Linked DNA regions of Mus musculus: all the other regions are linked to region 5. The links are chromatin contacts, called in public Hi-C, HiCAR-type and HiChIP or PLAC-seq maps. All regions are on one chromosome and are shown on one strand. The core of a region is the stretch at or near the end of the contact, and the rest is flanking DNA. Distances in the headings are between cores, read along the strand shown. Region 1 has its middle 33 kb from the start of Gm26422. Region 2 overlaps Gm33702 (a long non-coding RNA gene). Region 3 has its middle 7.1 kb from the start of Gm39834. Region 4 has its middle 73 kb from the start of Gm26422. Region 5 has its middle 20 kb from the start of Rbms1. Region 6 has its middle 33 kb from the start of Gm26422. Region 7 has its middle 12 kb from the start of Gm26422.

Region 1 (4,323 bases), core at 20-2,519, 410 kb before region 5:
GGGCTGAGGGCTGGGCTTTCTGCATCAATTAGCAACTAAGAAAATGTCCCACAGATCTGCTTACAGGCCAGCCTGACAGAGGCACTTCCTTAGTGGATGGTCCCTTTTTCCAGGTGTGTCAAGTTGACAACCATGACAGTTGGTTTTTGTGTTCTATTCCTAGCTGCTGCTTGAGTGACAGCTAGCGTCACTCCTACCCCTATCAATAATCCACAAAAGTTGCATCACTAGAACTCCCTGCCAGTTTGCAGGCAGCACCACCAAGAGTTGCCTCTCCCTCAGCAATTCTTCACTGTTTATAGGGAGGCCTTGTGAGTCTTGTAATTTATGGAGCTTTCTGAGCCTGGTACCATTACCTTCCTAAGCCTTATGAATCCCCTCTTTCTCCCAAGGAAGGAATGTTTCAGTTTGGGGGAAATGGGTACACAGCAATGATTGATACACCCAGGTGAGTATCTTCAGTCCAGAGCTCACTTTTCTGAACATATTATCACTATCTCTGACTGCTGCCTACATGTTGTCATTATGTTTCAGATAGACACCCCTCTCTAGACCTATTTCACACACAGCCTGCATCAGTTAACTGATGACAGTTCTATTCAAGTGATCAGATTGATTACCTTGCGCACTGCCCCCCAACCCCACTCCTTCACTGTCCTGACCACACTGGCCTGTTTGTTGGTCCTACAACATGCTAAGTATGAACTCATTTTTGGGGCATTGGTTTTCAACCTGTGAGTCACCACACCTCTGGGGGGTTTGAATGACTCTTTAACAGGGGTCACCTAAGGCCAATGAGAAAACTTAGATTTTTATATCACATTTTATAATAGTAGAAAAATTATAGTTATAAAGTATCAGTGAAAATAATTTTAGATTGGGGGGATGTCCCCACAACATGAGAAATTGTACTGAAGAGTTGAAAGCATTAGGAAGGTTGAGAACTATTGCTTTAAGTCTTAGATCTTCCAGCTCTTCTCAGTTTTAGAACGATCTTCCTTCTTTAAGTATTCATTTGTCAATTCCTCAAACTGTTGTTCAAAAGCTCTTTTAAAATGTGACTTTTGAGCCTCATTAGACTAGCTGGCTAATTAAATTGCATCCTTGCTCACTGTATCCCGCCTTTACTTCCTCTCTCTGTTCTACCTTCCCTTATTCAAAGCATGTGTAATATACTAGTATTTTTAACTGTATTAGTCAGGGTTCTCTAGAGTCAGAGAACTCATGGAATGTTTCTATATATAAAGGGAAGTTATTGTGATGACTTTCAGTCTATAGTCCAGCTAACACAACAATGGACAGCTATAGATGGGAAGTCAAAAATCTAGTAGTTGCTCAGTCCCAGAAGGCTAGTTGTTTCAACTGGTCATCTCTATAAGCTGGAATCTTGAAGGAGTAGGTTCCAACAGATGTGTTGGCAAGGAAGTGCAAGCAGGCAAAGAGTGAGCCTTCCTTCTTTCATCAACCAGCAGAAGGTATGGCCCAGATTAAAGGTGTGTACTACCACGCCTGGATTTGGAACTCGATTTGTCCCAGGCTGGCCTTAAACTCAGATCTGTTTGCCTCAGTCTCCTAGGATTAAAGGCATGTACTACCTTGCCTGGGCTTAAGATTTTCATGACCACTGTACCTCAAGATGTGGATCAAAATCATGTGTCATCCCATGTCAAGATCTGGGACAGAAGCCTGTGTCTTCCAGCCTCATGATCTGTATCACAGGTATGCCCTCCATTTCTGAATTGCAGTTCATTCCAGATGTAGTCAAGTTGACAACCAGGAATAACCATCACAATAACTATTTACTTAATGTGCTAATTGTTTATGGTCTTGACATCAACTGGAATATAAACTCCTAAGGAACAAGGATCTTTGTTCTTTAAAATCAATGTTTCATCAGTATCTATAACAGTGCTTTCCTTAATCCACCAACTCAAAATTATGTTAAATGATACCTTAAAAATCTTAGTAGGTTTCAACTTCAACTAAAATATTTTCTAATTTGCTAATTTGGTTTGTTTGTTCTTTTAATCCGTGAGTAATTAGCAGTATGTATGTTTAATTTGCAAGTATTTGGAGTTTCCAAGACTGATTTCTATTTAAGACCTATTGTAGACAGAAAATATGCTATATTTATGTGACTTTTAATTCCTTTCATTTTTTTTGAGACTTGTTTTATATTCTGTATCATGGTTAATCTTGTTAAATATTCCATGTGCTCTTGAAATGCATGGTAAACCTATTTTATTCCCATATTTTTTAACCTATCTGTGTCTTTATACTCAAAATGAATTTCTAAATGATAGAATACAGTAAATATTGATTTTTAATTCAAGTTGACAATCTCTTCCATTAACTGGTACATTTAGGCTATTTATATTTAATATAATTATTGTTATTTTTAGATTTAGATCTATCATCTTTCCAGTTATTTTCCATTAGGTTTTTTTCTTATAATTATTGCTGAATTACATTTTTCTCTCTCTCTCTCCTTTTTTTAAAATAAAAACCTATAGGGCTGGCCATATACAGCTTTAACTTATCCAATATTACTTGATAACCTCATTATATGATTTAAACAATGTAAGAACCCTGAAGCATTGTCTATTTTCTTCTGACTCTAGACTCCATTTTCCTTCTCTGCTGTCATTTTTATCAGGCATTTTAATCTGATATAACACCATTATAGATAGTTCCTCTTTTTACTTATATTGGGGGAGGGGGCAGAGAATACTACAGAAAGGTAAAAATATGCTTCTGGCTTGTCTTTAGGTATGCTTTGATTTAATTTTTTAATGTTTAGGAAGGGCTGTGAAAATAGGAAGAGCAATATCAGGAAGGAACAATAACATCACAGAGCTTAAAATATAATCCAACCATGTACAGGAAACATTTTGTAACCTCCATCTAAATTCTTGTCAATCATTTCAAACAAAGCTACTCTATATATGCTCATGTTGTTGCTGCTCATGATTCTCGTCATTTTTAAATATAACATTTTTCCTTTAGACATAAAAGAGGTTATTCTGGCTTTTTCCCTCTTTAACTTTTTCATTTGTACAACTTTATTCTATTCAGTATTGTGTTATATACGGATACTTTGTCACAAGTATACATTTCTAATACCCTCCTGCTTTTAGCATTTTATGCATTCTTATGTCAAATGCTTCATATATATATATATATATATATATATATATATATATATATATATATATATATATAAAGATATATACCTTACATCAATGCACCAGTGCATTCTCTCAGTCTTGTTCACCTGAAAATACAGCTTTAGCTCGTATTTATTGTTGAGAGCTGTTTGCAGTGGGCACAGCATACACGGATGAGTAATATTTTTCTATCAGTGCCTGAAGATACTGGGTTGTTGTTGTTGTTGTTGTTTCCTGACTTTCGAGGTTCCTGACGAACAGTCTGATGTAATTCTTTGTTCCTTGCTAATCTCCCATCTCAATTTTGTTGCCTGAGCACTTTCCTCTGTCTTTGGTCTGTAGTACATTGACTGTTGGTGTGTGTGTATGTCCTCCTGTCTGTCCTACTGCAGAGTCCCTAGGCCTCTCAGACATGATTTTCTTTTCTGCTGATTCTATACACTGAGCAGACATTATTTCTGCAAGTATTTCTTCTGCTTAATTATCTCTCCTTATTTTCAAAATTCTATTTTAATATTTGTTGGACTTTCAGTCTGGTTCATCAGCATCCGGATATGGTTTTTCTTTAATCATTCCTTTTCTCTTTTTTCTTCTTCATTCTTTCCTTTTTTAAAATGAATTATCTCATGGTTTCTAGAAGTCCACAGATTTGTTTCTTTGTTCTGTCTTCTGATGAGTCAGAGAGCCTTCCACGTATTATTACACTTGCTATGTAGCTCATGGTTTCAACGTTTGGGCCACTTCTGGATCTGAGCTCTATTGATTGTTTTCTTTTTCTCTTACCTCTAAAATTGTTCGTATGTATGTTCATTTTAAAATTTAAGTAGAAGACATTATGTATTTAGCAGGAGAGAATGATTTAAAACCAATCTGAGTCCACAAATTTGTAAGCCTTTTCTGTCAGGCCCTTAGGAGCTAAGCTGGAGTTGGATTTTGTTGTTTTGTGACTCTTGATACCCCACAGGCTCCCACGTCTCCAGTTTGCTCTTCCTTGGCCTTTGTGTGGCACCAGCATGAGGAGGGTTTTTCCTCTGTACTCATCCTTGTTTCAGGCTGCTGTGTTTTCTTACCTCTGAGAACCCCTTCCACTCAATAGATTTTGTTGCTTGCTCCTCTGTGTTGGTACCATACTGGAGATGGAGGGCTTCCTTTTCCT
Region 2 (4,161 bases), core at 1,601-4,100, 450 kb before region 5:
GTGGCCAGTTCTTTATTCGCTCAATAAACACTCATTAAAAATCTACACTGTAAATAGGTGTTATTTCAGGTGCTGAGGATCCATTAGGAGGAAAAAAAATCACAGGGAGGTGGTGATGGTATCCTGCCTTGTTTTCTCAGCACCAAGCGCAGCAGGCACCACACAATAGCCAGTCTGTGATCACCATGGATGGATGATCTAGAATTAACCATAGACTTAGAGCTGAGCTATAAGCCAATGTATCAACTAGTGTCTAATTTGTAAACTGCTGATTTCATTTTTCTGTTCTGTCTTATGTGGTTTTTGTTTTGGTGGGCGGGGCTCGATGGCACTACCATGAACAGCAAGCACACCAGTAGATGGAATGTGTTGCTTAGCAGCCCTGAGTAGCATAATCTGGGGTTAAGTTTGGAGTAATGTCAACTGAATTTCTGTCAACAAATCTTGGAAATGAACTAAGCTTGTGTTTTCCTTTTTGCCTCTAGGTCTGTGTTTTATAGAGAGACAGCTGAATGCCTTTCACTTGTTTTCTTTGAATGTATGGATGCTTGTTAAAAGTAAGTCTTTAATTGTCCCTGGGATGAAATGAGACATAATAACAGTCTAGGACATTTTAAAATAAATATATAGAGTCTTGTGAAACAAGTTTATTTAATGTATTTAATTGAACAATAATCTATGAAAGATATAATTTGCCTAATCAATATTATAAACCAACAACATAAAGAATAACAGTAGTGATAAAATTTTTTTTACTACCAGTTGACATTTGTTCTGTTTTTGGTTTAGGGTTTTTTGTTTGTTTGCTTTGCTTTTTGTTTTGTTTTTGTTTTTGAAGCAGCGTTTTATTCTTTAGCCCAGGCTGGTCTCAGACTCCTGGCAATCCTTTTATCTCAACCTCCCAAGTGCTGGGGATATGGAAAGAATCACAGGTGGTTAACATTCATTGACATGATTATTTATGGTGTTGAAACTCCATTTGAATAGGACAATGGTAGAGCACCAGTAGTTCAGCTTGATATCTTTGAGTCTCAGCCCATGCTTCCTATCTATACCTTTCCTTCAGGAAGATGATGAAAGAGAGCCAGAATCACCCCTTTTCAGGCTCGGGAAGGTTACAAGGCAAATTTAAGAAATTTAAGAAATTGCCAGACCTGCTTATGTGCAATGATCACCAACCACTGGCCAAGGTGAGTAGGCTATTTATAAAAAGCTCAGCATGGCCGTTATAGTTGTTACCTGATACATGTCGCTCCATTTTACGGGGAAGGCAATGTTCTCAAGGCCATGGGGCTGGAGGAAGCCTGACTTTCCAGCCTGAGGTCCTTCTACACCACGTGAAGAGATGATTTCTTAGAAAGGGAACTTGTAAAACCATTATATTCTAGTGATAAATATAACAAGGTTATTATGGATTGTTATTCAAAATGAGAATAGAATCTAAGGTATTTAGCATAATCTTTGTACCCAGTTGTTTACCTCTCCCCCTAAAATTTACAAAATGATAAAATTAGATCTGTCTCTGTTATTCTGTTTTGGTGTCTCTCTCTCTGCGTGCTTCTCTCTGTGTCTCTCTGTCTGTTTCTCTGTCTTTCTTTCTGTCTCTTTGTCTCTGTCTCTCTCTGTCTCTCTTATTCAGCACTGCAGAATGCATTTCTTACTTTCCTTCTGTGTTCCCAGCATCCTCTGTTCACTTGGCTCCTGCGCATGTGTTTTTCTCATCAGACCATAGCTTCCTAGGAACAGGACGGTGCTTTCTTTGTCCCCGTCTCGCTGGCTGTTGGGGAGATGAATCAACAGTTAAAGAGAAGTTCTTTGATAATTAACAGGCTGGATTTTTTGAATGCACATTTATTGATCACTTAATCAGTGTTCTAGGCACTTAGGATAAAATGTCCATGATAAGTATAGTATATGTGTTCCCAGCTGCCTTGGTTTAACGCTCCACGGCTATTAGTCACATGCTATAACATGCATGTACACTGGAGAGGTGAGTTGTGCCAAGCAACCTACGAGGCCATCAGTGTGGACCATGATATGCCTCTTACCTCAGACAACAAAAAATCACATCCTTTTATGGAAAAAGAAAAAAGAAAACAAAAAAAGAAAGAAAAAACCAGGCTGTGTCCATGCATGGAAGTTGTGTGGTGAGCATGTGTTTGGTGTTACCTCACATCTTAAATTCAGGACATCTGACCTCATACAACACAGAGGAAAGTTCATCGAAGCATAGAGGAAGAACAGGAGAATGTATTTTAAAGAGATTATAATTCTTGACCTTCCCTAGATGGAATGGCGCCATTTTAGACAGGATAACTTTTTCATATTCTGAACTTGAGACTGCCCATGAAGTTTAGCTCCCTTCTCTACACTTCCAGAACAGATGGCGGGGCACACGCCTGTCCTTAGAATGAGACTCTTAAATGCTGGCCACCTGCATGTCTACTGTTTCCTTCTCCTTTCTCAGTTGTTTGCTAACCCTCCCCTGCCAATTATCTTTTATAAATGTCTAGAACAACATCGTAGGAGGTTTCTAGTGGATCCATATACTTCTGCTTTCAAAATAACATTTTATCTCCCTGACTCAAAGGCAGAGAGGGGAAAAAAAAACCTCACACCACAACAAACCCCTACACACTCAAAAGAACCCACAAGGGAAGACAGCATTGGGAATCATATTGACATATAATTATCCTGTTTACAATCTCTCCGACGTCTTTTCTCACAGAAAAATGCAGATTTGGAAACAGAGCAAGAAAAAGATGCCAGAAAAGCGCTGGCAAGGCTCTGACCATTGCCTGCTTAGGAGGGTGCAGAAGGAGAGAAATGTGTTTGCAATTAGGACTGACCAGAGCAGGCCGGATTACATCTGCACAGAGCCAGGCTGAAGAGCTTTCCAGGCTGAGCTTGTCCTGTGGGCCTAAGTGGATAAAAAAGCAACTTAGACTACAGCCATTACAAGGAAATAAATGCCCTTCCCGCTCGCGTCTACTCTCAGGCTGCCCTTTTCTGGCTCGTTCTTTCCCCTTGAATGAAGAGGAATAAAATCACTATCATTTCAGACCTTCTTGTGCTATACAGCTCATGGGGGCTTTTATGCATTCTTCTTTCCCGGGCACGGACTAGGAAAAGGGAAATAAAATGATTGTTGTGTAGTGGTTTCAAACTGGTTGCGGATGACAGGGCGACCAGTGGATATTTTAATAAGGTCCCATCAAGACCTGGAAGGAGCCAGTGTCCTGTTGTCCCTCCCTGCAGCATCTGCATTTGCTCTGCTCACCCAGCACTCACCACAGCTCAGCCATTCTCTTTGATCTGGTTGTTCTGGGCATAACACATAGTTGTTTTCTGCAAAGAATCCAAAGCTGTTCAGGTTTTCCCCATCTCCACAATTTCCTATCACGGAGGCTGCTGCCTCTCCCGCACCCGCAGTTAAGGAACAAAAGCCTAAAACAAACTTTGAGACTCCCAAGATGCCTGGATTTTCAAGTTAGGTGAGGCTTGTATATGTCTTGTTCAGTGCAGTGAAGATAACACTGCATTCTCCCTCAGATGAAAAGACAGAGGAGTGACAGCCAGTCAGACATGCATTCTCTCCACCTGACTCCTTGATTATCCCTGGTTCACATCTTCCACATCAGTCTTGTCTTACTGCATTTTATATTTCTTGGATTAAATACATACAGTTGAAGTGTTGTTACTTTGCAGGGTATCTCTATGGGATGGACTTAGAGGATTTTTTTTGTGGTTGCAAACACACACAAATGCATACAGGACCACACATGTACAATGCATACACACCACACACCGCATACACTATTTTCCCTGCTACTATCGTTATTGCCTAGGCAATGATGAAAACATCAACTCAACCAATTTTTAAAGAGCTAACAATGCTCTCACACTCTTGTTTTAACTTAAGATGTACCAGGGCTGATACTCCACTGAGAAGAATCTGTTTTAGCTACCTATGTTAGGTTTCTACACATAAGCAAGTCTTAAAATGTATAAATATCCCAGGCAGGTAGTTAAAACTTGGTACTGATCTTCTTCTTAGGTGACTTGTCGAAAGTTATGGAAGAGTGGCCAGCAGGGCTCTTTGCATTGAAAAACTCTGTATTTGTGCTATGATGCGTTCTCTTTCCTTCTTTGACTGGAGTC
Region 3 (3,727 bases), core at 908-3,407, 480 kb before region 5:
TGACTGGAAATACCTAAATATAGTCTCAAATTATTCATAAATGCAAAATGAAAGCAGCTGTGCCCCAAATGCCACATAACGTGAGGGCCGGAGGAAATGTAGGAAGTAGACAGTTGGTGTGGGGGTGCTCTCAGTCTGATTTTTTTTGAGGCACTCAGGTGACCTGTGCCCAAGTGCACCTAGGCTGTACAAAGGCCAGCTTGGTTGCTTACGGAAATCTCTCTTTCTGTTTTTCTTTTCCAGCCCCCTGCTGGTAACCTGCTAGAGCTGTTGATGCTCATCTTCTGTAGACTCCTGCGTTGTCCATATCTAAGTCAGTTGTCTCTTCGTTGAAACTGGGGAGTGGTGAGATCATCAAGCTGTTCCCTAATGTGCAACTCTGAAGCTGCAGGTTGCAGAATCGTACTGCAGACCCACAGAAGCCGCAGAGGAGCTCGTGACTGTGAATCTTACCTTGGGGCAAGACAAGCTAACTCCAAGAAAACTACAAGAAGGGAGATCCTTCCTCCTTCTCTTTTCTAATTACTTCCCTTTATTTTCCTTTACTACCAACCAAAGGAGACATCGTCTAAACATGCTACACACATATACTCTGAGTACAGACACATACACATTTTACTGACTTGCAAAAGGCTTTAACACAATTTTCTTGTCTCTGTCATATGCTAGCTATTATTGCTGTTTTGTATTTATCATGTCCTTTGATTCCATTTGAGGGCAGAAATTACATCCCAGGCATCTTTCTATACTTCATAATGCTGTAGTAAAGACATTGATTTTTATCAAATGTGACTAAGTCAAATCTGTAAAAAGTCATAATAAAAACCCCAAGGTGTGTAGAGAAACCCAGGGAGTGCCAGCTTCGCCAACATGGCAAGTCCTCGTTCCGAGGCCGAACACTTAGCTGGGTTTCTACTTCTACCTCTACCAATAATCTCATTTGAGACATTAAGCAAGTCATGTGGTTTCAGCTTCCCTTCCTGTAAGCAGATAACAATCACTTTTTCTTTTTATTTCTTTCACAAAGCATCTGAGAGAGTAAGCATGATAATATCGCTGTTTAATATCACTTTTCACTTAGCAAAGCTAAAAATGATATCAACATTATCTACATCATCATTTTTACCCTCCCCAAACAGATGAACAGGAGTGCAGCCTGGCCTCCCCAGAGATAATTACTTTCCCGCACATTGAGACATACAAGAGAAGATAAAACAGGAAGGAAAACAAAGATTCCAGGAATTACATCTAGTTACAAGGCAGATCAGTAATCTGTCTTCTAATATAATTCTCCAGATAATGCTAGATATCAGGACAAGAAAAAAAGAATTGGCGTTGTTTAATTTTTGACGGGCTACCTAATGAACGGCTAAACCATTTTTGCAGAAGGCAGAATTACAGTGGTTTCTTCTCCGATGCAGCTACTGTATCTAGAGCTAATTGGATTTCCCATTATGATGAGGTTTGTTTTTCAGAATTGAATCTCTGAGTCTCTTCCAATTGCTCTGAGTTGATGGTGAGACAAAAGATGTGCAGGGCGTGTGGAGTGAGTCATGGGTTTGGGAGCAACTCCATGAGGTCAGAGAATCCTTAGGAAAATCGGTGCGTTCTAACTCACGGTGCAAAGAGGAGCCAGGCTTGAGCAGACCATGTCTTCCCAACATGGACATTCTCAGGAGGGGAAACTGACTCTCTGTCATTATCCCTGCCACCACCCTCCTTTCAGACAGTAATGTGTTTTCATTCCATTAAGAGCTTGAATGTTATCTGTGTGGCTGGAACGAAACGGCAGTACCAGCTTCCTTTCTAGTCTGAGGGGTTGCTGTACAGATTACCTCTTTAGCATCGGTTTGTCTGCTCTGGTGTTTTGAAAAGTGAAAAGAATCAAAGTGAAGTGTGTGTGTGTGTGTGTGTGTGTGTGTGTGTGTGTGTGTGTGTGTGTGTGTATGTGTGTGTGTGTACTCATATGTAGCGAGCCCATTGGTTCCTTACACGTAAGCACTCAAAACACATCAATTTTGCTCATCGTACTGAGAGACACCATCATTTTGTAAGATCCTAAGAATCTAAAGATAAAGCGACCATCAATGTTGTAAACTTCTAGATGGGCTAACCACATGTGGGGCCTACTAGAGGCCCTTGAACCATCAGGCTGTGGTTGTAATCAGGCTCCTTCAGATGTGGAGAGAGGTTCAAAGAGGTAATCTAGCGGTCAGCTGGGAGAAGCACAAACTCGGACCAGTTTTTTTTTCTTTTAAATTGAATAATAAAGACTATATATATATTTTTTAATTAGGTATTTTCCTCGTTTACATTTTCAATGCTATCCCAAAGGTCCCCCATACCCACCCCCCCCCAATCCCCTACCCACCCACTCCCCCTTTTTGGCCCTGGCGTTCCCCCGTACTGGGGCATATAAAGTTTGCAAGTCCAATGGGCCTCTCTTTGCAGTGATGGCCAACTAGGCCATCTTTTGATACATATGCAGCTAAAGACAAGAGCTCCCGGGTACTGGTTAGTTCATATTGTTGTTCCACCTATAGGGTTGCAGTTCCCTTTAACTCCTTGGGTAATTTCTCTAGCTCCTCCATTAGGGGCCGTGTGACCCATCCAATAGCTGACTGTGATCATCCACTTCTGTGTTTGCTAGGCCCCGGCATAGTCTCACAAGAGAGAGCTATATCTGGGTCCTTTCAGCAAAATCTTGCTAGTGTATGCAATGGTGTCAGCATTTGGAAGCTGATTATGGGATGGATCCCTGCATATGGCAATCACTAGATGGTCCATCCTTTCATCACAGCTCCAAATTTTGTCTCTGTAACTCCTTCTATGGGTGTTTTGTTCCCATTTCTAAGAAAGGGTAAAGTGTTCACACTTTGGTCTTCATTCTTCTTGAATTTCATGCGTTTGGCAAGTTGTATCTTATATCTTGGGTATCCTAAGTTTCTGGGCTAATATCCACTTATCAGTGAGTACATATTGTGTGAGTTCCTTTGTGATTGGGTTACTTCACTCAGGATGATACCCTCCAGGTCCATCCATTTGCCTAGGAATTTCATAAATTCATTTTTTTAATAGCTGAGTAGTATTCCATTGTGTAAATGTACCACATTTTCTGTATCCATTCCTCTGTTGAGGGGCATCTGGGTTCTTTCCAGCTTCTGGCTATTATAAAAAAGGCTGCTATGAACATAGTGGAGCATGTGTTCTTCTTACCGGTTGGGACATCTTCTGGATATATGCCCAGGAGAGGTATTGCGGGATCCTCCTGTAGTACTATGTCCAATTTTCTGAGGAACCACCAGACTGATTTCCAGAGGGGACCAGTTTTATATTTTTACTCAGGACTTAATCTCTGAGTGTCTTCCATTCTCTGTGTCTGATAATGACGCAAAATGTCCTTGAATTTCAGGCACACCCTTAAATATCTCCTACTATTAATGCCCGCCCCCAAGTTTAACTTCTGGCTATGTTGATTTTTACATTAAACCTATATGAGTCTTTGTTCTGATATAACATTGAAGAAGGAAAACGAAAGAACAGTATGGCCTTTGAATAATTAATAAGTGGCAAATTAATAAATCTCAAATCTGAAATCAGAAGTGAGCTCCGGAGCCCCAAACTGTGGTTCAATCACAAGTCTTCTTTCTTGACCAACGTCATCCCAACCATGCAATGGCAACAAAGCATACTGAAGGAGCACTTTACAGCTTTGAAACCATGTTCA
Region 4 (4,001 bases), core at 795-3,294, 310 kb before region 5:
TAGACAGTTGTCCTTCCACATATATGTTAGTTTCCTGTGGAAGGGATGGAAATACTGGCTCTTTACAGCTTTTTAAATGCCTGACACCCGTGTTGTGATATCAGCTCTCCATGATGCTCAAGAAGAATAAGTCTCCCATTGGCCATGGGTGGAAAGGGACTCCAAAATCTCTGTGTTAGCTTAAAATGCAGGAAGGAAGGCTTCTTATTTTATTTTTATTTATTTTTTTTTTTTTTGCTTCTTTCAACTGGGGAAAAGTCAAGTTCTCTTCGTTAAGACTAGATATGTTCCTGATTTAATCACTTAAGTCAATAGCAATTATAATAACAGCCTCTTTGAAGACCTATTATGACTTGCTGCAAACAATTGCAAGGTAATTCCTGCCCCAGCATCCCAGGCCTCTTTATAGACTGTACTCGCCCATTCTGATCAGTTTGTTCTATGGAACCACCTCGCCCTGCCCTGACCCAACTTCCATACAGCCCTGCCATTTGCACTTGGTGAGTCCCTTTTAAACATGGCTCCTGAGGCTCCGATCCTTTCACAAGCCTCCAGTGGCCAGTTCACAAATAAATATTGAATGTTTTTGTTAATTAACTAGCCATTGGTAAATCCCCCAAACCTATAATGAGCTCACCGTTCTCTGAATTCCTGTAATATTAGTAAAAATAGTGCTGGATAATGTGTACATTTTATATGTGAGTAAAATATCATTCAAGGCCAAAGACAATGCTGTATATTTCTTTTAAAATAGCATTGAAAAGAGACAAGAGCGAAGGAACAGACAGTGAGAAGCAGGCCGGTGGACATGATCATACAATGTGACAAAGAATTGAGGGGTTGTCTCACCTTTATATAATATATATATATATATATATATATATATATATATATATATATATACACACACACACACACACACACATACACACACACACACATACACACACACACACACACACACACACACACACACACACACTCCATTTGAATAAACCACTATTTGTTAATGCCAGTTTAAAAGTCATGTTACATTAATAAGATATACTTAGAAATCCATTAGGATTTATGTGGATCAAATAACCCCTCTTTAAACACCAATCAAGGGCAGAAGTGAGTTGCAACAGAGCATCATTACCCTGCTTTTGGTTGAATTGAAAAGCCAGTTTCAGGTTGTATTTGTCTTGAATGGCTCATCAAAGCACTGAGCCTGGGCACAGGCAAAATATTTGTAATTCTTCTTTTTTAAGCTAGGAACTATTCTCTTTCCTCATTGAAAGTTAGAGTCATGCCGGGTGTGGTGGCACACGCCTTTAATCCCAGCTCTCAGGAGGCAGAGGCAGGCGGATTTCTGAGTTCAAGGCCATCCTGGTCTACAAAGTGAGTTCCAGGACAGCCAGGGCTATACAGAGAAACCCTGTCTTGAAAAACAAACAAAAACAAACAAACAACAAAAAAAAAAAGAGTCAGAACCACTAGATTTGGGTCTGGCAACTTAAGCCTCTTCATTATTCTTCTTCCTCAATTTTTTTCATTTTACATCAGATTTTCAAGATGCTGAAATCAGTAATTTCCAAAGAAGAATAACAGCCCCCAAATCCTGAAATAAATTAACTTGTAAGACTACCTTTCCTTACAGAAAGCTTACAGATTCTCCGTACTCCCACAGTGTCCTTCCAGATTCTGTCCCTCCCTACCACCAGGCTTAATTCCCTCCAGGTCTAGGGAGAGCCTGCTTTACATTGTAGTTGCCGTCACTACACATTGGTTAAGCTGTCCAAATAAAACAAACTGAGTGCTTATCAACCGTCTTCTAGTGAAATGTCCAGCAACCCTGTTTTGCCTTTGAGACAAGATGTCAGGGGAGGTAAGTGGTTGGAAGGCAGCCCAAGGATGAGAGAGATAATAATATATGTCTATGGGCTGGGAGTCCTCCTAGGACAAAGAGAAGCATTTCCAAGTATTCAGTAACAAAGGAAGGCATGATGCACTAACAGCGTGGCAAGTGTGTCCCCATAGAGCCAAACTGAATGAGGCAGGACTGTTTTCTCTGGATGATTCACCAGTGGTCCATACTAAAGGGAAAGTTTTAATGACCATGATTCATGCTCACCCTTTAAGACAAAAATCCCACCCTCTCATCATTGAGCCTCTAATAATGCTAGTAAGTATGTGTTGAGTAATGCAATCGGCTGCTGCTCTTCTGGGACTTCCTGAGGTGTCCTGGTACTGACTTCTGTTACTCTTGAGGTATCTCTTCTAGAACTCTGAAATAACACGTGCATGTGTGGGAATGTTGGGATGTGATTACAAAACGAGAGGTGAAGAATTCTCCGGCATCAATGCAGATGATTTATTTCGTCAGAAAGCAATTAACCTGGCATCATGTGCTGAAAAGATGACCCTTTCTTGCTTTGCAGTGTAATCCTTGTCAAAGATCATGTGACTGAATCTATCTGATTTTATCTAGATGTTTCATCCTGGTCCTCAGAGTGATATTCTCATTTCAATTCTGTACTGTCTTAGTCTGGGTCACTTTACAATACATCATGTTGTCTGTGAGTGGAAACATTCAGCCTGCCTCTTAGTTTTTTAAGACTTTATTATTTTTAGCACTATATATTTTACACACACCCCTCTTTTATAATTTTTTCAACATGATTCAACATTACTCATGAGTCAAAAGCATTTTACATATTTTTGGATATATGTGTCTATAAATAAATATATAACAATGCAAGTCAGGCTGGGATAACTGAGTTTTTGTCATTCTTTTGGAACAAGGTGATTATCTGCTGGACTTCTTGCTGTGATGACATTCAGATCAATTTGGGAGAAAATGGGGAGAAGACACCAATTTAAAGAAGTTTCTACATTTTTGCTCAGTAAAGATTTCAGTCAATACTATCTTTTCTGAGAAAATGGACCATCCTGCATATATGATTTGTTTTGTTGTACATAAAATGAGAGGGAATACTCCTCAAAGTTTAACTGCTTGCCAGTACCAGATTATCCGTCCAGGAAGGATATAAAGAACACCTTTAGAAAAGGAGGAGCTATGTAAAAAATCAATCATCAGTCAATCAATCAATCAAACAAACAAATAAGAAGCAAAAAACAAAGCACAGAGTTATTTCCTGTCCACCAACAGTCACAGCTGTGTCGGCTGAGACTTTTCCTGCGACCTTGCACCACATTTTCATTTTGTCATCGATAACTTGACATAGTACGGATGTCACCTTTTAGTAACAGTTAACAAAAGGGTTTCTTCTGAATCATTTCATTTTTCAAGATATGTAGTGACAAGTTAGTTTCTGTAAAACAACTTGCCATACACTATTAGTATTTTCAAGTGTTCTAGAAGCCTGTTCCCTGTGTAGATTTAGTACTTGCTGCATGATATAATCATCAAATATGTACTGATCATGCATTCTTATCACACACACTCACACACACACACAACTTTAGTTTAGGTTCCTTTTCCTACTGAATCTGACTGTATAGCTACGTTAAAATTCATCAGTGGTAAAAAATTATTGATAGAATTGCTTATGATCTGATGTTTCAAGCAGTTATGATTGGAATACCGTTAGACTCTTTATATCTTTGACTTTGAAATAAAAATCATTTGTTAGAGTACCTCTCCTCTAGACCCAATCTTGTTTACGCAGATTTATTGAAAATATTTTAGCTTAAATTCTGAAAAAGACTACTCAATTCTTAATCTTCAACCTTTATCAACCCTGCCCCCATTCTCTACCAATCTTCTACATTTATGCTTCTTGGCTGACTCTCAACTTTACTAACAAGCTAGCAACAGAAAACCCAGAATTTGTGTAAAGACTTCATGCTCCCAAGATTTCCTAGGTAGATATAAATCTTTTCTCCACAGGATTCACAAAACTCAATACAAATTTAATTATCCTTCACAACATGGTCAAAACTTGGGGAAGTGGAAAAAAAAGAGAGAGAGGTGAAATTCATATCAAGAACAAAACCAA
Region 5 (4,001 bases), core at 213-2,712:
GGCTTCTCTGCACATCACTTTTGTCGTCTAAACATCTAGTGTGCACTTTTAAGTTAGAGGTTATCAGTCTGGAATAAAGTCTTACCACATTAAGCCAGAATTAACAAACATACATTCCAGCCTTCTCCATTTGCAGGAAGCAAAACTATTTCCGGCCTTACTTTGCTGACAAAGAAGCCAGACTTTTTTTTTTTTTTTTTTTTTTTTTTTTTTTTTTTAATTCCTCGACGGGACTGGTAAATGGCCTTGAAGACCTTTGTTTATAATTTTTCTTTTTCTTTTTTTTTTTTTCCTCCTGAGGAACTGCCCTCCCTCCAGCAGTGAGATGCTAATTAAAGAGAGGCTGCTGACCTGAAGTGGGTTTAGAAGTCACTGAAGTCACCAAGAATGAGGTGGCAACAAGAGCTGGACAGGAAGGGCCCATTCCCAAAATAGAACACAGTTCTTAAAACTCTCTCATCACAGATCTGCTGGCTTCTAGTAGCTAGAAAAATGTGTCCTTTGGCATAAAACATGTAGGCTTCCAATCAAAGGAGCCAGGGGTTCATACTCTGTGAGAATTTGCCACAACTGACACTAAGTTGTAGCTACGAAATTATAATCTGTTTTAAAGGTATTGGTATTATGTAAACATTAAATGTGTGTTTTAAAATTGAGGAAGGATAATTAATTTGTATATGTTTGTACATGTGTGTGTGTGTCGAGGGAGCTCTTTCTAGTTATTCCTGTTCAAGAATATGGAGCAGCTCACAGTACAAATGGAAGGCTTTTTACTATCTCTACAATCTTTCATTGGAATAAAATTAATGTCACTGATGTAGGGGAAAGGACTACAATGTCTTTACTAATAACTGTTTAGAAAGGAAAAAAAACAGATAAGCAGGCAGGACTGACTGATTACAGTTCTCTCCTTTTAAAATGGTTTGAGATTGGCAAGTCCTGAGCTATAAGGCTGAAGAAGTGCTCGTTAGTAGACCGTGTGCCTGTTGAACACGAAGCCTGAGCCTGAGCCCAGAACTGCAACATTTAATTCATTGAAATGAATTAATCTGCAAGAATCTGATCCTCCCAAAACTCTGTTAGTATTTGTTAAGCAGGCCACTTTGTGAGAGAGACTCATTCCTGTTTATCTTAAGTAGTGGGGTGAGGCTGTACTGACGTCATATAAGGGGATCACCCCGAGTTAGGAAACAGAGCTTAGGCATGCTGCCTCCCTGCACCTCAGGACTGACCAGTGAGCACGGAGCCTGTGGATACCCGCCAAGCCGGGTAACCTCCTTTGGTTCGGGCATAGTTTTAAAGGCAAGAGTTCTAAAATGTCCCCTTGAGCGCCGACCATTCCTATCTTCCAGCTGCTCTTGGCTTTGTGAGTTTCAGAGGCTGGCTCCCTTGCTTCCTGGTATCCACAGCTTGTCTTTCTTCCGGAGTCTATGTTGAAATCCTGTGAGTCACCATGTGTCACTGCTTCTTCTAGCATCAGCTTACTCCTGCCTCCTCGACCGACCGCAGAAGGCTCCTCCTTCCTGCTCGGTGTCCGGTGCCTCGACCATACTCACTCACCGACATTGGTTGAATGAATTGACGAACAACCAGTTAAGGGATGTAAAAATATTTTTAGAGTCTCTTTTATTTAAAAAAAATGCTAATAAAGTATAAAACAACAACAAAAGCAACGGGACAGGAAATAGATGTTTTGAAATTTTTTAAGAGAGCTACTCATCCCTTTAGGTGAAAGAGAATTCCCTATGGGAGCTGAGGCGAAGGCTTATTGGGGAAAGTGATTGCCTTGCAGGCTTGAGATACTAGGCTCTCCCATTCAAAATAGTACTGCTCTGAAGCCCTTCCACTGCACGCTGACCCAGTTAAGCAGCTGGACCTCCAGGCATGTATGATCTTAACTTTACACGCCAAGTAGAGCAGTCATCTTCTCGATTTGTAGTCCAGTCAAGAGGCAAAATTAAAGTTTCTAATACGATTTGAAGAGTACTTTTACTAAGAGATTAATAATTTCTAAAGAAAACAGAAATTTCAAATTACTTTAAGGTAAACATCCTGTGTATATTTATCGTTGCCGGGAATTGAACTTAGGTCCTTACACGTACAAGGCAAATGCTCCACTACTGAGCTATATTTCCAGTTGCAAACATCATCTTCATATTTGCCTTTAAAATCCCTTTTTTCCCGGTTACTGCCCACCTTTGCCCTTTTAGTTGCTCAGGAAGTTAAAAATAAATAAATAAACACCAGGAAAGAGTCCTTCATTATTCATTCCTTTGCATTCTTTTTACTTTTTAAAATGTGCACAGCGGCTCTGAAATTCATTACGCAAAATCAGTTTTAGTTTTTGCTGCATGTCTAGTCACTTGTGGGTGAGTAGACAGGTGATATAATTACATCCAAGCGTGTGATTTTTTTTTTCTTTTTACTTAAAAGTTTTCAACCAGAAGTTGTGTTGACATTCAGTTTGAAATTCAGTTACTTGGCTCTTAGCTCATGGAGATCCAACAGTTGCCCATTAATGGCGCTTTCATTGCCCTGCACTTTGGAAGCCCTAAGCATTCCCAAATGCACTTAGGAGCATTTCCACTCATTAGAGAACCAGTGTTTCTCAGAGCTGTGGCTGAAGGCTTCCTGTGTGAAAACCAAACAAAATGGGCAATAAGAGTGCCATGTGAGTAGAGGAAAATTTTGTTCTTAATATTATAAAATTACAATTTTTTTCCTTCGCCTCTTACATCAATGTAAGAGATCACTTCTGATTCCAGAGTTACAGTAGTATAAAATATAAGTGGATATATCAAGGGGAGGCAGATGATAGATGATAGAGGTAGATAGAGAGATGATAGATAGATAGATAGATAGATAGATAGATAGATAGATAGATAGATGATAGAGAGATAGATAGATAGGATAGTAGATTAGATGGAAAGATAGATAATAGATAGTAGGTAGTAGATGATAGATAAGGTGGTAGATTAGATGGATAATAGATGATAGATAAGATGATAGATTAAATAGATGATAGATTAGATAGAGGTAGACAAATAGATGGGCAGATAGGTGATAGAAATGGATACATATATATAGATAGATGATATATAGAGATAGATGGATGGTAGATAGATAGATGATAGAGAGAGATATAGATAGATGATATATAGATGATAGAGAGATAGAGCTAGCTAGCTAGATGGATGGTAGATAGATAGATCCATAGATACATAGGTAGATACACAGATACATAGATAGATTATGATGTGGAGACACAAAAACTCAAGAGAGTTTGACCATGACCAGTGAATTTGGCTTCCAATCAAAAAGCTAACCTTAGAACCATATAGATAGACTTCTTTGAACCAGTGGAGATCATTATGATTTCTGTGGACAAGATCATATCTTTTAAAAATATGGAATAGGGACGAGAGGGGACAAAAGAGGACAACCAAAAGATGACAACTTGGAATTCCAGGAAGCAGGTGGATGACATGGATACAGAGCTCAGTAATGTTGTATGGGCAGAAAGAAGGCGCTAGGGAGAGGGTGGGACAGTGGTCTGTAACCAGAGTGTGAGCTGTCTGTGTACAAGCTTCTCTTGCTGCGTGGTCATTCAGGAAGTCTGGCTGGGAAAGAAAAACAGCTTAAGTAACAAGGAAGGCCTCCATTCCTGTTCTTAGGGTAGAGAAAGCTTGAGCAAGTAAAGATCCCAGAAAAACAAAAAAAAACAAAAACAAAGCACTGCATCTTCTTTCCTAAAAGGAAGACATGTTAATAAATTTATTTGTGCATATGTGAATGCTTATGTGAATATGGGTGTGTGCGTATGCTTGTGGCAGTCAGAGGACAATTTTGTTGACATTCTAAGGAAGCCTTCTTTGTGAAAGGGTTTCTTATTGTCCTGGAACCTCCCAGTTAGGTTGGCTGGGCTGGCCAGCAAGCCTCAGGGATCCTCCAGGCTCTTCCCCCCAAGCACTGGTGTTATGAGTATGTGTCACCATGCCTGA
Region 6 (3,810 bases), core at 313-2,812, 350 kb before region 5:
GTTTTATCACAGTAACAGAAACCCTAACTAAGACAAGACTCTATACAACAAATACTTGCTGAATCCTTACCTTCCGCTTCAAGATGTTGTCCCTTTCTTTCTAATTTGACATGGCTTAACTATGCCAGTGGTCAGGAGATGAGAGTTGACAAATTGGGAGGGAAAATTGTAACTGAAAAAGAACACAATATATCTTTTACATCTTTAGGAATATAAGTTGAAAATATAAAAACCAACCTGACTTCCTTTATTCCTTCTTTCATTTCTTCTTCCCTCTCTCTTTTTCTCCCCCTCCCTTCCTTCCTTCTTAGCTCACCGTAGTCCTTAAATTCTATCAGTATTCTTGACTATACAGCATAGTTAGAATGCACCTAGCACACAACCAGCTCCCCTGCAATATATCCCAAATGTTTTCTTTTAAAATTCAGTCCAGGTTTTCTGAAATTGAAATTCACATGCAACTCATTTGTAGGATTGAACATACATCTTATAGTACACACTGGCATTAAATTGAAATGTGAAGGATGAGAAGTCATTTGCGTGGGCAGGAAGCCAAATCATTCCTGGAGTTCTGCATGCAGGCAATAATTTACATCGACAGGTAGAAAACATGTTATGTGCTCTTGGTACAATGATACCGCAAAGCCTGGCCATGACTCATAACTCAGCTAGCATTTATAAATGCTCAAAAAATGTGGGAAAATGGATGAAAACTTGTTCTTGTCTGAACTCAAAGGCAACGGAGTCCTTGGGATCTGACAAGAGAATAAAGGAACAGGAGCAAAATAGAGGATGGGTAGGTAGATAGATAGATAGATAGATAGATAGATAGATAGATAGATAGATAGATAGATAGATAGATAAGGCCAGGCAGGCAGACAGACAGACAGAAAGACAGAAAGACAGACAGAGTTAGTGAGTGAGCTTTGGGTTTTATTTTCTATCATTTCTGGAATCATTCAGGACTTGAAAGAAGAGTTAGTGACATCTGTTATTGTATTCTTTGCCTCATTAATTTAAGATAATGTAATTGTTACTATTGTTAATCACTGTGATCAGCTCTAATGTTTTTTTCATCTCCTTCCTATTTTCTTTGAAATTGTTGACTGTGAACTAAAGAGCTTCAATATAAGCATTTCCCTTAAAATTAGTGACATTTGTTTTCTGTTAACAGCTGGTGGGAGCAGGCTAGACAGAGGGGAATAAAAGGACAAGCCACAGTCAGTGGCCTGCCTAATGCCAGCATAGTCAAAATTCCAAGACAATGATGACTATAGCCTTACGGTGAATAGCTCTTTTCCAGGGACAAATCGTATTAGTTTTTCATTTTCTTGAATAACAATTGATCTTTTCTTCCCTTGAACTTGTCCTATCTCCCCCCAAAGCCCTTTTATACAACATTTTTGGGGGGAGAGGAAATAAACAAACAAACAAACAAACAGTAAAGGACTTCAACCTTCAGTTCAGTTAACCAACAAACAAACAAAAGCAGCAACTGAGCATGCCTAGACTGCCTTCCCCAACCAGCTGTGCCCTGTTGGGCACACTGCAAAGATGCTGCCTTCTTTCTCAGTCACTGTGTGCACCCACCAGCTGTCCTACTGGGTCCCAGTGTGCACTACAAAGTGAAATCAGGAATGTTCTGCTTTGTTGTGATAACAAAGTTTGAGCTGCTGGTGGATCAAGCTGTTTCTCTCCAGACACTTAGCTCAAAAGATCTGGGTTTCTGGACAGTCCATCTTGTTCTTGTTTTCTTGGCAGTGCTCACAGCAGCCCTCCTGTGACTAGGGCAAAGTTTAAATCTTGAATTGGGAAGAGTCGGGGGCAAGTTCCCACAGGTGGTACTGTTCAAATAGTCGCATAAAGTGCTTCCTTTGTCGTTAAAACCAACCCTGTAATCTGTCCCAAGTGAAATGGGGCATTGTTTCAGAAACACCAAAGTAGATGGCTGTGTTAACAGGACAAAGGGAACTTTGTGTGATGAGGCAATTGTTGAACAAACTTGGTAAACAGTAACCTGTGAATAATATGAAAACCTCAAAGCTCAAACACCAGATGTTACTCAATTTTCATTGTGGCTAGGTTTTAACCATCCTTTACAAGGTGTCTGTGAATATGAAAGTCAGAGAGAAAATTATGCTCCTCATCTGAAGTGCACAAAAGGCAAAGAACTTTCTGCATGTTTCAATGTGTCCCTCCATGCTGAGACTGTTCCTGGGGACGCAGTAAGCCCTTCAGTGTTAGGTGTAGTAAGACATAGGATGGAATAAATTCTTGTGCACTGTTATCCCTTAGACAGTATTAATGGCATATCTTAGCTTTCTGAGTGTTATACACACCCCTAATTCCTTCACAAATGTTTGTTGTATATCAAGAAATAGTATCCAGCAAACTCCTAAACTTTTCCAGCCTCAGTTATTCCAGTTACTGTGAGACATGTCAAGACTTCTCTCCACAGCCTATTATTCTCTGTTTATATTAGTACTACATGGAAGTAGTTGAGTAAGATAAATGCCCATTACAACAATTGTTACGTCAACTTAATTCAAAAGGAGGCTGAAGGATTGGCTGTTTTTCCATTTAAATAAGAGTATATCTTCCCCCTTGCTCCTCCATTCTTCCTTTAATTCTGTGAATTCAATGTGGTTTTTTGGATAAGAGTTATCTTCACATTCTCAATCATCTTTTCATATGAAATATATTAGAACAGTTTGCTAGTTTCTGGTAAGATGATTTCAGAGTTAACCCTGGTACCCTTTGAACTGAGATTCTTGCTAATTTAATTTATAGCTAGGTGTCATGACACACCTAAAATCCCGGGCCTTAGGCGGTTGAGACAGGAGGCTTATGTCTGAAGCCAGGCAAAGCTACATAGAGAAAACCTACCCCAAAGTAAAGTAAACTTTTCCATACGCGGTCTCTTATCTCTTTACAGGGAGCTACATTGATTTGTTTGATCTAAACTTCAGACAGTCATAAACCACACTAATATGGGTGAAGACAAACAGCCCTTTTGTGTGCTGAGTCTTAACACAGGCTTTGCCTGTGAGTGTTTCCTGCTGTGTCTACCCCACCAAGAAACCGGTAGAAAGAGTACCATGGAGATGACCATAGAAACAGGATCGCTGACCTCTCTCAGGATCCTTCACTGCAAGGTCTCTCAAAACCTAGTGATACCTATCCAAAAGGACTACGGAGGAATTATGGGAAGACAAAAAAAGACACTTGTCCTGTCTTTCAGAAACAATCAAGGCAAGGAGATATGAGTGCGGAGCAAGAGACAGTAGCAATCATTTCAAAGAATAATAAATAACTGGTAGGGCTACTGCTAAAATAAAAATGAAGAGTTCTTTGACAAAAGTAAAAAATGTCAGAACATTGACTGCAGACCAGTGAACAAGGACCTATGATGGTGTTCAACTAGCAAATGAGCTATTTTGAAGCTTCCAAGAATCCCTTATTCACTTGTCTCCTACCATAGTAGAAGCCCAAGAACCTGGGCTCAACTGGGATTCTAGCCTAGGAAGCAAGCTCATGGTACACCCAGCCAGGCGGTCAGTGTCACTGGAGATCTAGATGGGATCTTGGTAATTCCAAGAGTGAGGGAGCCAGCTGTGTGGTCTACCATCAAAACTAGACTGATAGAACCACAGTAATGAATTCCCAGAGAGATATTCTTTAGATGGAGAGGAATTTGACTGCTGGTTGGGGGAAAAAAGCCACTGTGCTTTGTGTTAATAAAACTCCACTTTGAATGGAATGCAGAGGCTAAAACATGGCTCAGGAAAGCAAATGACAAGTCAACATTTT
Region 7 (3,898 bases), core at 837-3,336, 370 kb before region 5:
GCCCACAAAAATAAATCCAGGACACATTGCAGGCACTGGAGGGAGACTGCCTCTGCCTCAGAGCTATCTACAGTACAAGGAATGGCTGAGAAAGTAAGAGCACAGAGCCTATCACAGAATGATGTGATAAGTACTGTAATGTAGAGACAGGCCAGATGCCTAGAAAGAAGCAAGCGTGGAAGAGATGCCAGCATATGTTGACAAGAGAGTTCTTGAGCTGTGCCTTGAGGGCATTTGGCCAGAGAGAAAGAAGAAAGACAGAGTCCGAGGATGATGGACCAATATCCACAAAAGCCCATAGTGCTGAGAAGCAAATTCAGAGGACAGTGTGACCTGTTTAGGATGGTTTTCAGAGGGAAATTGGAAGAGAAATAATCATCAAACGTCAAAGGCATGTGGCAGTAAGAATTTTAACTCACAGGAAGCCAGAGATTTCTTGTCACTCATACAGACTCAGTTGTTGACTCATCAACTGAGACAGTCACTGAGTTATCTCTTTGAAAGAAAGGAGGAGGCCTAAGGGAGATTGAAGGAGGGGGATAGCAAAAATGTGAGAGTTAGTGGATAAGGATGTAATGCAATAAAAAATAAATACCTCTACCCTCAGATGCACTGTGTGTCAAGGCAAGCTGAAGATGTGTTCTGGGTGAGACACAGGAACACATCACAGCTGTGGTTATTTGCATAAGGTCTACACAAGATTGGGCCTGTCGGCAGCACTTGAATCTGGGAAGGGCCTCCTTTGAAGAGCTATTGGCAGTTACCAGTTGGTGGGAGAAAGCGTGCCATTTTCTTCTGTGGTATAGTTGACCGAGATCCAGTCAAAAACCTCTTACCCATACTCACGTGAGAAACCCTAGTGAAGTTCAGCTGGTCACATGCAAAAGGAAGATGAGAGGGTGAGGGGGACTTCTGGGGAAGAAGGGTTTTAAGGAAAGAGGTAAGATGTGGGAGGGAGGGGAGAGAAGGGGATGAAGGGTAACTATAACTGAAATTCCTTATGTCCATGTATGAAACTATCTAACAAAAGATAAAAGAATAAAAAGGAAGAGAGGAAAGGAGGGCTGTCTTTAGTGGTTGGAAAAACAGGTTAAACACACTCTGGCAGCTCCAAACCCAACTCTTACTTTCCAGCTCTCACCTTGTTACTACTCCTTGCTCACAGTCTTAAAGCCTTTGCTACAGTTGTTCCTAGAACAGCAACACATGCTAACTGACTCTGAAGGTTCTAGTTCAGTGGTTCTCAACATCCCCCTTTCATACCGTTCCTTCTGTTGTAGTGACCCCAACCATAGTGTTACTTTGTTCCTACTTCATAACTGTAATTTTGTTATTGTTATGAGTCATAATGTAAGTATCTGATAGGCAGGATATCTGATAGGTGACCCCCAAAGCGGTCAAGCTCTATAGGTTGAAAATTGCTGCTCTAATTTATCATTTTAATTCATACATTTTAGCCAGATATCATTCAGATAAAAATTTTACTGCAGGGAAAAAACAATTCCATGGGCATGACTTGTTCTGGAACCTTCTTTTTCCTTCAACCCCTATTTGCATCATCACCATCATAATTTTATGTTTAAAAAATAATAGTATTACAGACACACAAAAGTTGGACTACAGCGCTGTAGAGAGATATTCTGAGTGCAGAATGAACATTTTAACCACTGTGATCACCCTTAACAGTGATACTTAAAAAGACAGAATTGTTCATTTGTCAAGGTTATTTTAAGGATGAAAATTCTCATATAAATACATTTGGTATACAGGATGCAAAATTATCTTTCTGAAGCATAAAAATGAAAAAAGGTTAGTGTTACAAATAGTTCTTTGCTTTTCAGCTACACAGGGTGCTGATTGATTTACATAGTTGTTGCAATTAATACCTTTGAAAAAAATGTTTCCAAGAGACAGGGCATGTTAGTCTGCTTTTTGTTGCTATGACAAAAATGATTTGAAAATCAACCCTCAGAATGCCTGTAAAAACCAAAGTGGAAACAGGCTCCCTGTTTCAGAGATTTTACTCCATGGCTCTGTGGTCCCCATCTCTGTGGACACGAGACAAGGCTGAACCTCATGATTGAGAATGAGTAATAGAAGCTCAAGTGCCTACCTTGTGACTCATGGTGACCAGAAAGGAGAGATGGGGAGAGAGAGAGAAAATGGGGTAAACTTCTAGAGTAAGATTCCAGGAACACACTTTGTTTAAGTAAGTAACAGGCCTCAGAATCCAATGGCACCAAATTATAAGCCCATCGATGGATGAACACACTGACCAGGTCAGAGGCCTCACGATCCAGACACCACCATAAAGGCTTACGAGCTGGCAACCGAGCCTTGAGCATATGGCCTGTGAGTGATCATTTGGAACTAAACTACTATAGTGGACAAACACAAAATGTCCTTGTTTGTATCAGGTTTGATTACAAATGACCGATGCCCACAAATAGTGGTTGAAACAAAGAAAAGTTGATTTTTTTTCTTTACAAAGAATTCTAAATGTAGGTATCACCTGAGAAATGAGTATAGCCACCAAGGTCCTGTTTTGTTTTCATTTTGTTTTTAGCTGTATTGGCTTTAGCTATCATATCTGCTTCTGAGCTCTAAGATGAGAAACTGTAGGGCCAGGGAAAGGAGTCAGGGAATAAAGGGTGTACTGCTCAAGCGTTGGGATCCAAGCTCAGATCCCAAGTACCCATGTAAAGGCTGCGTAGAGTGTCTACATCCCTAGTGACTATACAGGCAGGTACCTGACACTTGCTAACCACCCACTCTATTTAATTGGTATGCTCTGGGCTCAATGACAACTGACTCAATAATAAGATGAAATGAAATGGAGGAAGATACACAATGTTGATCTCTGGCCTCTACCTACATGTGTAGGTACCACTCACAACACACACACAAATATAGTTGAAACAAAAGCAAAACCCCAAGATATATAGTTGGTATTAAAGGAATAATCAGGGTTAGGACAGGTGAATAGAGAGCTGGAGAGACCGGTGGATTAACAAAGCTAAGGCTATCGGAAAAGGCTTTATAGAAACCCACTAAGTAGTAAGCTAATTTCAGAATACAATTTTTTCAAAAATTTGAATGTCTTTCTGTCTTGTATAGGTGGACCATCCTGTTCTTTGATGACGTTGATTACTAGACAAAAATCAAAGAGCCAGAAATGGGATATCTTGCTATGAATTATTGGTCAGGGGGCCTAGAAATCTCTTGAACAACAGAGCCTACTGCCAGTACTTTTCACTATGCACTGTAGCTACACATTAAGAGCTCATTGCTGAAGACACCATTCACTTTGAATGCAGAACATAGAGAAATCACGGTGAATACGTCAATAACTTCCTCTCTCCTGGCCAACTTTCTTGGTGCCAGATATACCATGCAGCTTTCTAGAGGAGAACAGATATTAACAGGTTTACCCAGTGCTGGATTCTGCATACTATATAACTGACCTGACAGGCTTGGTGTGTCTACCAGTACAACAGCAGTATGACTGTCATGAGACAATCAGCTGCTTTCTGGTTAGATATGAAATCTACTCCACAATAAGAAATTCATTCCTCGTACTACAAACATGGTTAAAGGCCCATGGCTGGTCATAGGCCCCAGGGAAGAACCTGCTATTGTAGTTTTGTTAGATGGTCACTTGTCAAATTAGCCTTCTAAATGTCTATATGTAATGCTTTCTATAATATAATAGCTTGTCTATAATAGCTTCTTTCTGGAGTGAGCAGAAGTCAATACAGAGGCTCAACTATTCAAGGTGCTGAGATTAATCAACTGAGCATCTTCAGCTCTAAATGGAACATCTTTGTTAGTGTCCTGCCTCCTACAGGGCTCAGGGAACATCATGGAAGAGGAGGCAGAAAAGATGGGAGAGCTGGAC

The links. HiChIP or PLAC-seq counts read pairs in DNA pulled down with a chosen protein or histone mark. Hi-C and Micro-C count contacts between places; a contact is called where the count stands out from the background. HiCAR-type assays count read pairs that join an accessible place to other places.
Region 1: a Hi-C map of bone marrow-derived macrophages shows a contact between it and region 5, with 3 times the contacts expected there. The contact joins two enhancer-like sites. A contact is called at or near these places in 1 of 15 datasets of contacts at CTCF or cohesin (the NIH/3T3 cell line), 4 of 484 Hi-C or Micro-C datasets (bone marrow-derived macrophages, group 2 innate lymphoid cells and nephron progenitors) and 4 of 115 datasets of contacts at active chromatin or transcription factors (the NIH/3T3 cell line, bone marrow-derived macrophages, fibro-adipogenic progenitors and 1 more).
Region 2: an H3K27ac HiChIP or PLAC-seq map of the NIH/3T3 cell line shows a contact between it and region 5, with 6 times the contacts expected there. The contact joins two enhancer-like sites. A contact is called at or near these places in 1 of 484 Hi-C or Micro-C datasets (nephron progenitors) and 3 of 115 datasets of contacts at active chromatin or transcription factors (the NIH/3T3 cell line, bone marrow-derived macrophages and embryonic stem cells).
Region 3: a contact with region 5 is called in a HiCAR-type map of fibro-adipogenic progenitors, with 4 times the contacts expected there. The contact joins two enhancer-like sites. A contact is called at or near these places in 2 of 484 Hi-C or Micro-C datasets (the N1E-115 cell line and bone marrow-derived macrophages) and 5 of 115 datasets of contacts at active chromatin or transcription factors (the NIH/3T3 cell line, bone marrow-derived macrophages, embryonic fibroblasts and 2 more).
Region 4: a CTCF HiChIP or PLAC-seq map of the NIH/3T3 cell line shows a contact between it and region 5, with 7 read pairs. The contact joins two enhancer-like sites. A contact is called at or near these places in 1 of 15 datasets of contacts at CTCF or cohesin (the NIH/3T3 cell line), 1 of 484 Hi-C or Micro-C datasets (embryonic fibroblasts) and 3 of 115 datasets of contacts at active chromatin or transcription factors (embryonic fibroblasts, fibro-adipogenic progenitors and stem cell-derived neural progenitor cells).
Region 6: a FOXA1 HiChIP or PLAC-seq map of pancreatic cancer cells shows a contact between it and region 5. The contact joins two enhancer-like sites. A contact is called at or near these places in 3 of 484 Hi-C or Micro-C datasets (the HPC-7 cell line, beige adipocytes and nephron progenitors) and 4 of 115 datasets of contacts at active chromatin or transcription factors (the NIH/3T3 cell line, bone marrow-derived macrophages, fibro-adipogenic progenitors and 1 more).
Region 7: a contact with region 5 is called in an H3K27ac HiChIP or PLAC-seq map of embryonic fibroblasts, with 7 times the contacts expected there. The contact joins two enhancer-like sites. A contact is called at or near these places in 3 of 39 promoter capture datasets (hippocampal neurons and liver), 3 of 484 Hi-C or Micro-C datasets (cerebral cortex and nephron progenitors) and 7 of 115 datasets of contacts at active chromatin or transcription factors (the NIH/3T3 cell line, bone marrow-derived macrophages, cardiomyocytes and 4 more).

What each region holds. Positions count from the first base shown.
Region 1 is chr2:61,310,832-61,315,154 of GRCm38.p6, reverse strand. No RefSeq gene overlaps it. Among named protein-coding and RNA genes, the nearest start is that of Gm26422, 33 kb to the right of the region's middle. Within about 2 kb of position 1,269, at least 3 of the 459 cell types and tissues checked have an H3K27ac peak or open chromatin away from gene starts, as enhancers often do. A contact at or near this core is called in bone marrow-derived macrophages, where this site is marked.
Region 2 is chr2:61,352,965-61,357,125 of GRCm38.p6, reverse strand. It overlaps Gm33702 (a long non-coding RNA gene), which reads left to right. Exons shown (of 4, transcript XR_374564.2): 2 at 486-557; 3 at 1,067-1,190. Among named protein-coding and RNA genes, the nearest start is that of Gm33702, 3.5 kb to the left of the region's middle. Within about 2 kb of position 2,850, at least 52 of the 459 cell types and tissues checked have an H3K27ac peak or open chromatin away from gene starts, as enhancers often do. A contact at or near this core is called in the NIH/3T3 cell line, where this site is marked.
Region 3 is chr2:61,375,726-61,379,452 of GRCm38.p6, reverse strand. No RefSeq gene overlaps it. Among named protein-coding and RNA genes, the nearest start is that of Gm39834, 7.1 kb to the right of the region's middle. Within about 2 kb of position 2,157, at least 11 of the 459 cell types and tissues checked have an H3K27ac peak or open chromatin away from gene starts, as enhancers often do. A contact at or near this core is called in the N1E-115 cell line and fibro-adipogenic progenitors, where this site is marked.
Region 4 is chr2:61,205,449-61,209,449 of GRCm38.p6, reverse strand. No RefSeq gene overlaps it. Among named protein-coding and RNA genes, the nearest start is that of Gm26422, 73 kb to the left of the region's middle. Within about 2 kb of position 2,044, at least 15 of the 459 cell types and tissues checked have an H3K27ac peak or open chromatin away from gene starts, as enhancers often do. A contact at or near this core is called in the NIH/3T3 cell line and embryonic fibroblasts, where this site is marked.
Region 5 is chr2:60,899,057-60,903,057 of GRCm38.p6, reverse strand. It overlaps a transcript of Rbms1 not described here. Among named protein-coding and RNA genes, the nearest start is that of Rbms1, 20 kb to the right of the region's middle. Within about 2 kb of position 1,462, at least 160 of the 459 cell types and tissues checked have an H3K27ac peak or open chromatin away from gene starts, as enhancers often do. A contact at or near this core is called in the N1E-115 cell line, the NIH/3T3 cell line, bone marrow-derived macrophages and 3 more, where this site is marked.
Region 6 is chr2:61,244,928-61,248,737 of GRCm38.p6, reverse strand. No RefSeq gene overlaps it. Among named protein-coding and RNA genes, the nearest start is that of Gm26422, 33 kb to the left of the region's middle. Within about 2 kb of position 1,562, at least 56 of the 459 cell types and tissues checked have an H3K27ac peak or open chromatin away from gene starts, as enhancers often do. A contact at or near this core is called in the NIH/3T3 cell line and pancreatic cancer cells, where this site is marked.
Region 7 is chr2:61,266,104-61,270,001 of GRCm38.p6, reverse strand. No RefSeq gene overlaps it. Among named protein-coding and RNA genes, the nearest start is that of Gm26422, 12 kb to the left of the region's middle. Within about 2 kb of position 2,086, at least 29 of the 459 cell types and tissues checked have an H3K27ac peak or open chromatin away from gene starts, as enhancers often do. A contact at or near this core is called in the NIH/3T3 cell line, embryonic fibroblasts and pancreatic cancer cells, where this site is marked.